Linked DNA regions of Mus musculus: region 2 is linked to region 1. The links are chromatin contacts, called in public HiChIP or PLAC-seq maps. All regions are on one chromosome and are shown on one strand. The core of a region is the stretch at or near the end of the contact, and the rest is flanking DNA. Distances in the headings are between cores, read along the strand shown.

Evidence for each region. HiChIP or PLAC-seq counts read pairs in DNA pulled down with a chosen protein or histone mark.
Region 2: an HNF4G HiChIP or PLAC-seq map of pancreatic cancer cells shows a contact between it and region 1. The contact joins two enhancer-like sites. A contact is called at or near these places in 2 of 484 Hi-C or Micro-C datasets (cortical neurons and nephron progenitors) and 2 of 115 datasets of contacts at active chromatin or transcription factors (microglia and pancreatic cancer cells).

The regions. Positions count from the first base shown.
Region 1 is chr7:49,194,152-49,197,506 of GRCm38.p6, reverse strand. It overlaps a transcript of Nav2 not described here. Among named protein-coding and RNA genes, the nearest start is that of 9130015G15Rik, 34 kb to the right of the region's middle. Within about 2 kb of position 1,471, at least 40 of the 459 cell types and tissues checked have an H3K27ac peak or open chromatin away from gene starts, as enhancers often do. A contact at or near this core is called in pancreatic cancer cells, where this site is marked.
Region 2 is chr7:49,396,207-49,399,547 of GRCm38.p6, reverse strand. Nav2 (neuron navigator 2) reads right to left here. Exons shown (of 39, transcript NM_175272.3): 4 at 1,393-1,465. Among named protein-coding and RNA genes, the nearest start is that of Gm51447, 40 kb to the left of the region's middle. Within about 2 kb of position 1,682, at least 111 of the 459 cell types and tissues checked have an H3K27ac peak or open chromatin away from gene starts, as enhancers often do. A contact at or near this core is called in pancreatic cancer cells, where this site is marked.

The DNA of each region.
Region 1 (3,355 bases), core at 222-2,721:
CATCACAATGATGATGGTGATGGTGATGGTGGTGATGATGATGACGATGACAAAAACAGAAGCAACCCAGCCGCTCATTGCTAGCTGAATAAGAGTAAAGCATTGTGTGCCCATGAAAATGGATGTTTTTAGTTTTAACAAAGAGCAACATTCTGACATGTGCTACAATACGGATGAACCTCAAAAACTCGATGTGAAGTGGAATAAGCCAGACAAGAAGGGAGAAACCATGTATGATTCCCCATGGGCACCTAAAGTAGTCAAAGTTACAGAGACATGGAGCAGAAGTTCGTTGTCAGAGGCTAGAGGTAGGAGACATGGCAAGGTGTTTACTGGGTAAAGGTTCAGTTCCGGAAATGAAGGCCTTTTAGAGATGGACAGTTGGTGATACTATACAAGGAAGTGAGTGTAACTAACACCATCCAACAGTTATCCCACGTGGTAAGACAGTGAATGCCATGCTGTTTATATTTTACCAAAATTAAAAGATTGGAACTATACAAAAGCTACATCTTTCTCCAATGCTAAGAACATTTGCATGGGTAAGATGGCTCACTGGTAAAGGTGCATGCCCCCATCCATGTGCATATGTGCATGCATACACACAGACACACAGACGCACACACACTACAGACACCTTCCCTATGACAGCTGCTCCTCTAGTTAGAGGGACAACTCCCCATGAGCTACTGACCACTCATGCTCACAGGAGAATCTCATGGAGTAACACATGCAGGTGGCTCAGCTACTCTACTCAAGATGGCCTTGGTAAAGAATGACAGTCTACCTACCTGGGAGACAAATTTCTGGGCATTTCTGAGAGGAATTATCTAGATTGAGAGACGGGAAGATCCATATTAAATATAAGTGGGGCCATTCCAGAGGCTGGGGTGGTCCAGGATTGAACACAAAGGGAGCTGTGTACATCATCCATGGCTGTCTGCTTCCCAACTGCACACCTAGTGTGTGACCTGCCAGCCCCCAACTCCTGCCTCCATGTCTTCCTCACCATGGGGGAATGTATCAAACTGTAAGCCAGAATAAACCATGCCTTCCTCAAGTTGCTTGTCAGAGATTTTGTAGCAGTTATGGGAAAAAAATAACTAATACAAACATTTTAAGTTTATGGTAGAACACAGATTAGCCTGTCTCCTTTGTAGTTCCTTTTGTGTCAGTTTCTAGGTTAGTGGGTCATGGAGTTGGAGAACAAGGAACACCGAGTTGAGGCAGAAGTTGGAGGACACTGAGTTAGAGCTGACTTCTGTTAAGATCTGCAGCCTTCCCTCCTTCCCTCCCCTCATGCTTACCTCCCCCACCCTGCTCCCAGGGCCCCACAGACCTCTGATCTCACACGACTTTATAACACTGTGGGGCACTGCTGTCCCTCCATGCTGACTTGCTCCCCCCAGGGACTCCTCATCTTGATTCCACTCAGTGTTATGTTTGGGAGTCTGTGATTCACAGAGCCCAGGCTAGGAAGCAGTGAGTGATAGTGGTGACTCATCTCTAGCCATTCCAGTAAAAAGAGCAGACAGTACAGGTGTCCAGGCCCTGCCTCCAGGGAAAGCCAGCCCCACCGGGGAGCCCTGAGATGGGCTGGTGAGGTCAGTACAGAGCTAGCCTGTTTCATCGGCTGGCCCTGGGGCTTGTGTGGCCACCTCCGTGCTGCCTAACCTGGTATTTGCTGTAGCTGGGAACCTGTGTTTACATTGAGCAGCTTTGCCTGCCAAGTTCACGCTGGGGAAGGGAATGCAAACACTTTGAGAGAAGGTTCCTCCCCGGGGTCCTGCTCTGCAGAACATTTTCTTTCCAAACAAGGGCCATTGGCCTTGAGAGTCTTTATCCCTTAATGGTGGGGTGGAAACCTACTAATAGACTCCTATTAAGAGCGCACGCTTCCTCTGTGTAACACCTACTGTACTCAGGTGTGACTCCAAGCCTTTACACAGAGTCCCTTGTGAAAAACCCCACAAATAGCCCTATGAATCTGTTGTGATCTCCATTTTATTGTTGGGGAAACTGAGGCCCTGAAGGGTTGAGTCATTTGCCCAGGGCTAAAATGGTAGTAAATAGAGGCTCTGGGTTTGAACTAAGGAGATGGAGTTTGAACCTCTCTCTTATCTTCCACATCTCAGATCCCGAGTAGAACTAACCCATCCTAGGCGGCGCTATCGATCCATCAGCATGCTCTGGCTTTTCTGCTTCCTGCATCCATTTCCCATGGGCCTTGGTACCACACAGGTTGTTCTTACTGATCCTTCTTACCCGAGCTCCCGACATGCCCATGATTGTGCCCTGACCACTCTCCTCCCAACCTGCCTTCCCTCCACAAGTCAAAATCACCTTCAGCTATCAGAAGTCACAGGACTCACCCACCCACCACACTATGGACTCCCAGAGTTTCCCCACTGTGACAGTTCCCCTCTCACAGCCAGCAAGGCCCCATATTGTCTGGCCACAGCCCTGGCCCCTGCTCTGTTTTCCCTTGACTAGTAGCACACTTTGCTCTGGACTCCAGCATCTGCCCACTTTCTTGCCAGCACACATTCTTCCACCGGGGAAGATCTTGCTCACTTCTTATCCCAGAGAGCTCTGGTTTAAATATCCAACTCTGAAACTGGGTACAGAGGCATGTACCTGCAGTCTCAGGGCCTAGGCGCCTGAGGCAGGAGGATCTTGAGTTTGAGGCCAGTCTAGGTTTCACAGTGAGTTCTATACTATTTTAGGCTACATAGTAAGACATTGTCTCAAAAGCAAAACAAGCCAGGCATACTCTTCATAGACAACTTCTCTGACTCATCATGCCATCTGATGATCCTGTGTCCTCCACAGCATTAAAGTTTAAGATGGTGTGTGACTATATGTATATATGTATAAATGTACATACATACACACACACACACACACACACACACACACACACACATATATAAAATCATGGATATCCTGCAACTTTGTATGTATAGATGAGGCTGGCCTTGCCTCAAATTCAGAAAGCTCTGCCTCTCCTTGCCTCCCAAGTGCTAGGATCAAAGGCACATGCCATCATGGCTAGTACACATTCTATACTTTCATTTCTCATTATCCATCTTCCCCGCAGGACTAGAAGAGTCAGAAAGTCAGAAGTACATCCATTTACTTCAATAAAGGCTGAAGCTATGAGGGTGGTGCATAGCTGAGCTAGAACCACAGCCCATCTAGCTGCTTTTGGTCTCCCCAGCACAGGAGTGTTCCTCATTCCCAGATGTATCACCTTCCTCTCATTCCAGATGGACACCCCTGATCCTAATGTCAGTTCAAATCTGATCATTGCTGACTGACACATTACCTCTCTACAGATTTCCATGATGCTGTG
Region 2 (3,341 bases), core at 433-2,932, 200 kb before region 1:
AGAGACCTGCACCATTCCTAGACACTAAGAGGAACATGCTCTGCCACCTACTGGTCATCACAGGAATAGCACAGAAACACTGAATTTGTGTCTACTACTGAAGGTTCCAACAATGTACACTAAACCCACAGATGAGACTCATAGCTAAGGCAAGGGCAACCTTCTAAGGATTTTTCTATAAGTCCTGAGATTAAGGTTGGCTAAGCTACCCCTGAGATTCATGGAACCGATAACCAGACCTGCCCAAGGAGAATTACAACCATTTTCTGACACATTCCGCATAGAGTCACACTATGGATGTAGAAGCCGTGGATGCCACCCACCTCCAACATGGAGGAGACAACAGTTCAGAAACACAGCCTGATAGATGACGCAAGCTTTCATCTCTTCGCAAAGACAAGGCATTAGCCCATGCAGGACCCATAAGGTCTGCTAACTTACCTACTCCATCTGTGGACTCCAGCTTACTGCTCTCTCAGCCCCACCCCAGCTTCCAGGGCCAACGCTCTTTTTACATCTTTTCAGAGCACACTCCTGCTATGCCAGGAGGAACAACTGCACTGCCCCGACTGCACTACCTGTTCCGGGGAAAACTGGAGGCAGGTGCAGCCTAATGAGCTGGGGAGATGCCTGGCCTATGGCAGCTTCAGAGCCGGCAGCTGCCTGTGTTTACAAACAGGGGGAGGGGGAAGGAAGGGGAGAGAGCAAGGGGGGGGGAGAGAGAGAGAGATTGAGAGAGATTGAGAGAGAGAGAGAGAGATTGAGAGATTCCAGGTGGAAGTGTTGCCTGAGGACTGAGGAGGTAGATAATTCTGGCCAGCGGGCTCCAAACTATTATCCCACCTAACAACACTCCACTAGCAGACACTGTTGATGCTAATTAGCCACCAAATCCAAGTTAATTAAAAGCTAATCGGGAGGCTAAAAGGTGGTAGTGTGTTCGCAAACCTCACTCTCTCTGTCTTCAAGAGCAAGGTGAGATGTCACCAGCAAGGACTAAGCAGTTCCCTTGGGCGCTGGATGGTTGGACTTGGTTCTGTGGTTGGATATTCTCTTTCCCACAGATAATGGCTGGTTGATAACCTGCTGCGCCACGGGACAGGGAATCAGTGTTGTTGAAGCAGGAACTTCTCTAACTGGAGCAGTGTGCTCCCATTCTCTTCCCCCACACCCTCTGTGGCATGCAGATGTGGCATGCACACAGGGCTGCATTCTTAGAGTGATCTGAGAACTGTGAGAAAGTTAGTAACGTCAACTGTGCTGGAAAGGGCACCCAGCCAGGACAGCCCACCGGCACCCCTGGTCAGGACTGCAGCAATTGACTGTTAGGTAACAGGTGGGCCTTAACAGGTGGGTATCACAAATGATGAAAAGGCGTGGGCCCTGACTCACCTTCTGCAGACAGCCCCTGGGTGTTGATTCCCTTAGCTGCCAGGAAATTCAAGCAGGCATCTATGTTTTCAATCTAGAGGGGAAAAACACAAGACACGTTTAATAACCATTCAGCTTTCTCCAGACCCACTCACGAGGAGCCAACAGCAAGCAGAATGCACTCGAATTGACCAATGAGATAGACGGGAGCGACGAGGTTAGGACTCTCAAAACGCTGTCTGTACTAGCGCAGGAAGCAGTTACTTAATATCCTAACCACACGGTGCCAAAAGTCGAGGCCTTGGACTGCTCACAGATGCCAAAAATAACCAGGGCGGAATGAGATCTCTCATCTTGATCAATGTCACCACAGTGTGATCCTCAAAGCCGGAGCAGTTGCCAGTAACACGGAGGTGGAGATGAAATTGATAGACCCACCCATCCTCCAGTTGCTGGGGGGAAATTTCCAGTCAGTAAAGAAGCAGGCAGTCAGATGTCCACATGGTGAGCGGCAGTTTCAGCAGGAACCAGGGTTTACCCACAAAATTCTCAGCCTGGCAGGAATTGCAGGTGACCACAGAGTCCCATGACCTCTGGGATGCCGCTGTCCTTTGTCCTCTCTGTGGCAAGGATAGAGCCACCAGCCGGAGTCTGGGAGGCTGCCCGTGTTTGCTAGTGTTGACACCAAGGCCAAGGGCAAATCGATGTCAGGCCTCGAACAAAAAAGCAATTAGGTCATTCCCAAAGGTCTGATTTGACTTCGGCTGTCAGGCCTAATTACTTTTTTTGTTTTAAAGGAGAATATTCTGGCTTGATGAATGTCTCTGGTGACCAAAAGTAAAAGAAACGGCTTTTAACTGGGCACAGCGACCTTTGGACATCACAGAATTTGCACTACACAGTGCCAGTTCCACCACTCCCATCCACAACTAATTCCTGTAATGGGATTTCCCAGACTCTCCAATGTTTATATGCACTCAACCCAGTATGTACGCCACGGAATTTATTCTAAATTAACAGAGGACTGCCTTTCACAATGAACATATTGTCCTTATCCCCACTCTCAGGCAATGTCTTGATGGCTCTAGCTGGCGAGAGTGTTTTAGTTTAATAGCTCCGAGCACAGCTTGGCTCTGGGCTGGTCCTCATGAATTTGATTCACCCTCCTCTATGAAGTAGACTTCATTCTGCCACTGACTTCTGGCATTCTCCCTTTCCACTCCAGCTTGTAGATCTGCTCCTACCTCCTGAGGCCTTGGGTTCCAGGAGGGTGTTAAAACATCGAACAAATTCCATGCTTTTATCATGGTCTCACTGGGAGGGTGGTCCCCACGGTGGTGGTGGCTCCCACTGTTTAACTCATTAAACAGGCCCCAGGCCACCTGACTGAAACTGTGCCATCTTAGAAGAGCCCACACAGCCTCCAGCTAGAAGTAACTCTCTGTAGGGAACCCCCTTTTTAATTTATTTGTTTATTATATGTGTATGAGTACACTGTAGCTGCCTTCAGACACACCAGAAGAGGACATTGAATCCCATTACAGATGGTTGTGAGTCACTATGTGGTTGCTGGGAATGAATTGAACTCAGGACCTCTGGAGGAACAGTCAGTGCTCTTAATTGCTGAGCCATCTCCCCAGCCCCACCTTTGTTAAAACCCGGGTTCCCACTCCTTCCAGCCCACCTTGAAGGTCCTCCCCAGGCTGCTTTATAATCATGAGACCACTAAGTGAGAGCACCTTAGAGGGAAATGAAAGTGGGGAGAAAGGAAGAGATCACTTCCTGAACCCTATCACATGGTGTGTGGAGGGTGACCTGCTCCCATTTGAAAATATAGTAAGAGTTAGATTTCCAAATACTGTTTTACCCTATTACAAAATCTTGCTTGTAAGAGAAAATATTAGTCATAAAAAGAGAACACTGTCTATGATGGTTTTGTTTCTATTTATACAGCAAAACACATAATAGAA